2 separate regions of the Mus musculus genome follow, and region 2 is linked to region 1. Evidence: chromatin contacts called from public Hi-C data. All regions are on one chromosome and are shown on one strand. Each heading gives the region's core, a stretch centred on a gene start, on an enhancer-like site or on the middle of the called end of the contact. The rest is flanking DNA. Distances are from core to core; before and after follow the strand shown. Region 1 overlaps Gm29865 (a long non-coding RNA gene). Region 2 has its middle 44 kb from the start of Gimd1.

What was found. Hi-C and Micro-C count contacts between places; a contact is called where the count stands out from the background.
Region 2: a contact with region 1 is called in a Hi-C map of the N1E-115 cell line, with 10 times the contacts expected there. The contact joins two enhancer-like sites.

Annotation. Positions count from the first base shown.
Region 1 is chr3:131,974,247-131,977,566 of GRCm38.p6, forward strand. Gm29865 (a long non-coding RNA gene) reads left to right here. Exons shown (of 3, transcript XR_376086.3): 2 at 1-76. Among named protein-coding and RNA genes, the nearest start is that of Gm29949, 31 kb to the right of the region's middle. Within about 2 kb of position 1,890, at least 8 of the 459 cell types and tissues checked have an H3K27ac peak or open chromatin away from gene starts, as enhancers often do. A contact at or near this core is called in the N1E-115 cell line, where this site is marked.
Region 2 is chr3:132,584,021-132,587,243 of GRCm38.p6, forward strand. No RefSeq gene overlaps it. Among named protein-coding and RNA genes, the nearest start is that of Gimd1, 44 kb to the right of the region's middle. Within about 2 kb of position 1,586, at least 2 of the 459 cell types and tissues checked have an H3K27ac peak or open chromatin away from gene starts, as enhancers often do. A contact at or near this core is called in the N1E-115 cell line, where this site is marked.

The DNA.
Region 1 (3,320 bases), core at 640-3,139:
GGTTACGAAGGCTATTTGCCAGCCTATACTGTTGCTGCATTTACGAATACGTTGCCTAGCCTGACCTTGTGAACAGGTAAGTCCTCAAGGAGTGAGCGCTGATATTTGATCCCTGGGATTTACTTTCCTCAGACCTTTCAGAGGATCATCAGACCTGGCTGGAGCATGTGCGGGAGCTTATCTGGCTTTTGGTTTTCTTCAAAGGCAGGTGTCAAGGTGAACAGATGTTTTGCTGTCATTAGGTGTGCCACATCCACAGGATGAAAAAGTGCTCCCCAAGCAGGGATCCAAATCACAGCATTCTCCTGGCTGACTTAGGATCTCAAGGAGCCAAGTCACATTTCTGCATCTGTTTTTTTGCTTCTCGTCAAAAGTGATTGCAACAGGGCTGGTGAGAGCGCTCCATCAGTGAAACAGGAGGATCCAGAGCTCATACAAAAAACCAGCTATGGTTGCCTATGGATGTCATCTAAGAGCTAGGGAGGCAGCATCAGGTGGGCTCCTGGGGCTCTCTGGACAGCTAGCCTAATCTACTTGGCAAGTTCTAGATTCTGTATCAAAACAAAGGTGGAAGGCTCTTGAGATTCCAAGGTTGTCCTCTGGCTTCCATATCATGTATACATTTGTACCTGCACACACATGCTTGCATGTACATACAGCCATACACAAAATAACTGCAATAGATGATTCATTACTAAGTTACCTAGTTTTGACCACCTCTTGGAGAAAGTTAAAGGCTCCATATTTGTATTCAGCCTAAGTATGTGTTTCCTCTTTTGTATTGTTTTGTTTTGTTTCTTTACATATTTATTTATATGTATGTGTGTGCTTGATTTCTCTAAGAGAGTTAGGAAACTAAAGAGTTTCCCCCTCCCTCTTTGTTTCCTTTGTACCTGGAAATGGAGGTAGAAACTATTCTCTCTTCCTCTTCTCTTTTCATCTCTAAAGTCTCATCACTTTTCTGAATAAAGGAGCTTTTGATTCTGCTTTTGACTGACTGATCACTGTCTTTCTTAGTTTGTCATGCAACATATGAAGACAATAAAAGGAGACCCATGCAGGATCTACACACATGCAAGATCTACACACATGAAAGATCTATACATATACAAGATCTTCACACATGCAAGATCTACACATATATAAGATCTTCACTCATGCAAGATCTGTACATATGCAAGATCACACATGCAAGATCTACACATATGAAAGATCTACACATATACAAGATCTTCACACATGCAAGATCTACACATATACAAGATCTGCACACATGCAAGATCTACACACATGAAAGATCTACACATATACAAGATCTTCACACATGCAAGATCTACACATATGCAAGATCTTCACATATACAAGGTCTGCACACATGCAAGATATACACACATGAAAGATCTACACATATGCAAGATCTTCACACGTGCAAGATCTATACAAATGAAAGATCTACACATATACAAGATCTTCACACATGCAAGATCTGTACATATGCAAGATCTGCAAAATGCAAGTTCTACACATATACAAGACCTGCACACATGCAAGATCTACACTTACACTCTTTAGTTTACATGAGATCCTGAGAGACCTCCTGAGGTCACGTCACACACACACACACACACACACACACACACACACACACACACTTCAGACCAGTATCCTTAGTTTTTCCATCAGGCTCCATGAACCTCCAGGCTTCCACCAGAGACTGGAAAAAAATGCTCATGCTAAAAAAAAAAATCATAAATGTCAAAATCTGGTTCCATTTGATAATTGGTGTTGCCAACATTGGTACTTTTTCTCTTCCTCAAATCTGCCCCGTCTGGCTGCCCTCTGGGGTCACTGAAGGAGGACAAAGCTGTGGTTAGTCGTGCTTGCCACTAGAGGGCAATGCTGACCATTAACAGAGTGATTCTAAGGCGCTGGCCTTTGGAATTTGAAGCTCATCTGTACCCTTGACTGAGAGAAAGCAGATGCAGAGCTCATGCTTTGTGTTCTGTACGTGATATAAAGACTGTAGTGCAGATATTGTGAACATGGCTGACAACTGTACTCCAGAATACAACTTAGCATTTGTTTCCCAGTTTTGGATGGTCATCAATTGTGGGGATGTTACATCCTTGCATGCTGTCTCAATATGTTTTAGGAGTCCTGACTGATGGCGCATCTTTACAAATGCTACAATAAGTGTTAGTATATAAGGACCATGGGTACATGCGGAGGAGGGGGTCTGTGTGGTTCCAGTGACTTCAATGAAGTTCTCATACTGTCACATACTCTAAGATCCGAAAATGAACCTTCTTTTCTTACTGTGAGTTACAATTATTTTGTAACCTTAATTTAAATAAACACAGCATCATACAACATTATCTGAGTAGTTTCCTATCTATAAGTACATGGATATATTGGTATCATATTCATTTTGGGTAGCCTTCATATTTTACCTTTTAGGAAACCAACTAACCCAAACAAACAGAGAATACAAAGCCAGCTGTAAAAAGGAAAAAAAAAAATCTACAAAGAAATTCCAGATACAGAATGTCGTGAGGTGAGGGACCAGGCTCTATAACTGGCAACTCTAACTTGCTAATGCCTAGAGATCAGTGGAATTCTCTTGCATTTAAATGCATTCAGTAGAAATATGTGAAAAATTGCTTTCACTAGTTCCCAGGACAAGATGTTGGAATTTGTAAAACACGGTCAGATTGCTTTAATACACACTGTAAAAATAAACTATTTGATAAAAGACACTTTTAAAAATAGTTCCCATGTCTTTGGGGAAAACGCTTTTATTGTGTGTTAAGGACTCCCTGAAAGACAGGAAGCAAAATGTGAGACTGACGGGGGTAAACATGGTGGTAGGGCGACCTCTGAGGAAGGCTGCCCTGAAAGACTGGTAATATTAAAAAAAAACTTTAAAGGAACAAATCTCTCCAACTGAACTTACTAACTGTGATGCGGAAAAAAAGCTGCCGGGTGCAGGAATAAATCAAAGGATGAGTTCTTGATTATTTGAATGTCAACTTGTAAAAGATGAACTCTCTGATGCACACAAGTAAGAAATGATTTCAGATTGCCTCCCCCCGCCCAGAGCACCAATGGCCTACCTCACAAAGAGCCCTGGAAACAAACCAGGAGACATCATCCATGATTGCATAAGAACTGGAGTCATCTCTATTCTCCCGACCACCACTTCTTAAACAAGAAAGACCTGGAGGGGTCCCAGACAACAATAAGTACAATGATCAAGGAGGCTCTATATGAACATCGATTAAAGGAATTGGATGCTTTAGGCTAAACACATAAAAGCAAAA
Region 2 (3,223 bases), core at 336-2,835, 610 kb after region 1:
ACACGGACAAGGTCTCATCCCTAGATGAAGAACTATCGGCAATCAGTAGCTGCTAAGAGATAGAGAATTCATTTTCTTTAGAGAGATGTCCACTGATATGACCACTATCCAATCCCAAGTGGTCAGCCCTAAACAGGAATATATGCAAGCCACACAAAATGGAATCAATGGGTTTTAGACACACATAGCTATGACTACACACATGTATGTGTATGTAGCAATAATGCTTAAGTGAAAAGAAGCAATGGATTTGAGAGGGTGGACATTGGAGGAGTTGGAGATGAGAAGGAGGATGCAGAAATTATGTAAATGCCGAACACATATATGAAGTTCTCAACATATTTAAATTAAATAAGGTACAACTATGGTGACAGGAATATATATATTATTCAGTCATCATGCAAGACAAAATGCCATTCAAAGAAAACTATATAGAATCAGAGGCCTCTTCCTCCTCCTCTTACTTAGATCAAGTCACTAAATGAAGGTACACAGTTTTGAATAGCACTGCACAGCAGAAGATGCACGTACAATGAAGAAGAAAGTTTCTAGAAAGCTCAAAAAGGATGAAGCCACTCTGACTCTGCTGCTGCCTTCACTGATGCTGCCCCACAGTCTGGCAGTGAGGATCCTTGGGGCTGACTCTTGGGAACAGAACCCTTGGCCTCAGAAAGTGTGTACTGTGTCTGCTAAAGTCTTCATCCCCTGATGCTTCCTGCTGGGTCCTTTCCCCTAGACTCCTCTGAAACTTCTCCAGGGCCTCCTGGGTTTTGTATGTGGTTTGCTTGACCATCTCCTCCTCTCTTTATGGTCCTCAACATTTCCACCTTTTCTTTACTGGCCCTTTGCCTTTTTTTTTTTTCTTGGTCACCAAGACCTTTAGAATGCCTTTAATCTCAGGAGATCTCTTTAGCTGGATCCTACAACCCTTGATGCCTCAACCCTTGATGCCTACCCCATATGGACTTCTAAAGCCTTTCATTGATTGCTCTAACATCTTTATGGGAGCCTTCTCAATGAGATTGAGTTAACATTATAGTTAAAGATTAGGCTTTGTGTGCCCAAGAAAGTTAGATAGCTTAGGCACAAACATTAAGTTGTCTTATTAAAGGATGCTGAAATGCGCCTGTGTGCCTGTTGTTATTCATTTCCTAATTGCCTCAGTCAGGTTCCCAGGACCCAGTAAGTCTTAGGAGCAAACAGTCTAATAAAATCCATAATGTGATAAATGGCTAAATTTTATACGGCCATTTATACCCCTCTGCTACAAATGACTGCTCTTTGTGTGTGCTTAGACTTCTATTTATAGAGAATTGAAATAAATATGGTAATGAAGCACGTAATCTCTGATGATCCTGGAGGAATGGCTGTAATATATATCCTTGAATATTTCCACTGATGGCACCCGGCAAATTTAATTTGTTTCCCATTAAGCTCTCACTAGACTTATCAAGTCACCAAATGAAGAAATGTCACTGTACATTTCCTGTCTGTAGATGATCACCGTGTGGTGAAATCCGAATCCCTGGGATCATCCCTTGAGGATGAATAGCTTCCTGAGACCATTTGGCCTTTTAAATTCTAGGAGATGGACCTCCATGATAACTTCCAGATCTTTAAACAGCCTCAAAATTAAAATGATTCTGTTTATCTTCTTGGTTAATCTAGCCATGCTTGGCTGAGTTGCTTGATATACTGGTACAGCAATGATTAGTTTAATTTATCACAGAGAAAGAGTATTTATAGAGGGCCATTAGTGCTCCTAAGTCAATTAAACAGAAGGCGTGGTAGAATACTGCAAACATTCTATTTCCCCCTGGGCCTCTGCTTCATGATATAATTTGCTACACTATGTTAGCCAGAGAATGTTTATGCAGACTGGTCCTTTTAATCCAACTTCCTTTTATTATTTTCTTCCCCTTTCTCGTTTTTCTTCTTTATTTTTCAACAGGCTCTTTTTACTTAATGCTGAAATGTGACTGTGGTGTAGTATATGATACGTGTGTATCTCAAAGCTTTTGTTAGTTTTTTAGAATATATTACAGTGATTATATAATTGTCATGAGTGCCAGGCATGTAGAGATACAGAGTACTCAAGAAATGATTGAAAAGGATCAAGTTGGGGTTTTGTATGTGATTATTGAAGCTCAACAAATAACTTAGCTACCATGATCTTATTCTGCTTACTGAGCACAGGTACTCTGGAGTACTGAGCTATAGTCAGGAAAGCAACCTCAGCCACTTCTGTTTTTATTCACCTCTAACCTTGGAAAGTAGGCCAACATCTGTACCATTCTCCATTGCTTCACTTCATCTATGTGCATCTTCCTTTGCTTGTTTATTCATTAATTTATGGGGAAAGAATCTTGCTGTGTATCCCAGGCTGGCCTTGAACTCACATTCCTCCTGTCCTAGCCTCCCAGTGCTAGTGTGCTCCACAGTGTCTGGCTGATGCTGACTGCTATTCATCAGGGCCAGCAAGATAGCTTAGCAGGGAAAGGTGCTTGCCATGCAAACTTGGAAACCTGTGCCCAATCCCAAGAAGTAATATAAAGGTGGACACACACATACACATACACACACACACACACACACAGAGAGAGAGAGAGAGAGAGAGAGAGAGAGAGAGAGAGAGACAGACAGACAGACAGACAGACAGACAGAGACACAGAGAGAGAGAGAGAGAGACAAAGAGAGAGACAGAGGGAGATTATGGCATGAACACCCACACAAAATAATAAAATGAAATTTGTTTTCAAGATAAATACAATTAAGAAAGTCACAATATAAACTTACTTGAAAGAAGTTTCAAGATTAAAGCTAGTGCCTAAATAAACGTTTCAAGAGTCATCATTTCTTAAGAAAATGTGTTTGAATATAGTTTAAATAGGGGCTCAGCAGTTAAGCACACTGACTTTTCTAGAGGTCCTGAGTTCAATTTCCAGCAAGCACATGGTGGCTCATAACCATCTGTAATGGAATCTGATGCCCTCTTCTGGTGTGTCTGAAGAGAACAACTGTGTACTTATATACATAAAATACATAAATCTTTTAAAAAGGAAAAAGAAAACAGCTTAAATGACTATAATAGAGAAGTGTAGTATTTGGGTATGTACCATGCTCTGTCTAACTGGATCTTGCATACTACATGCTTGGAGTTCATGTCAACAAACAAGACACATAATATGAAAATAGGTAAATATGATGAAGTTGGAGCATGATA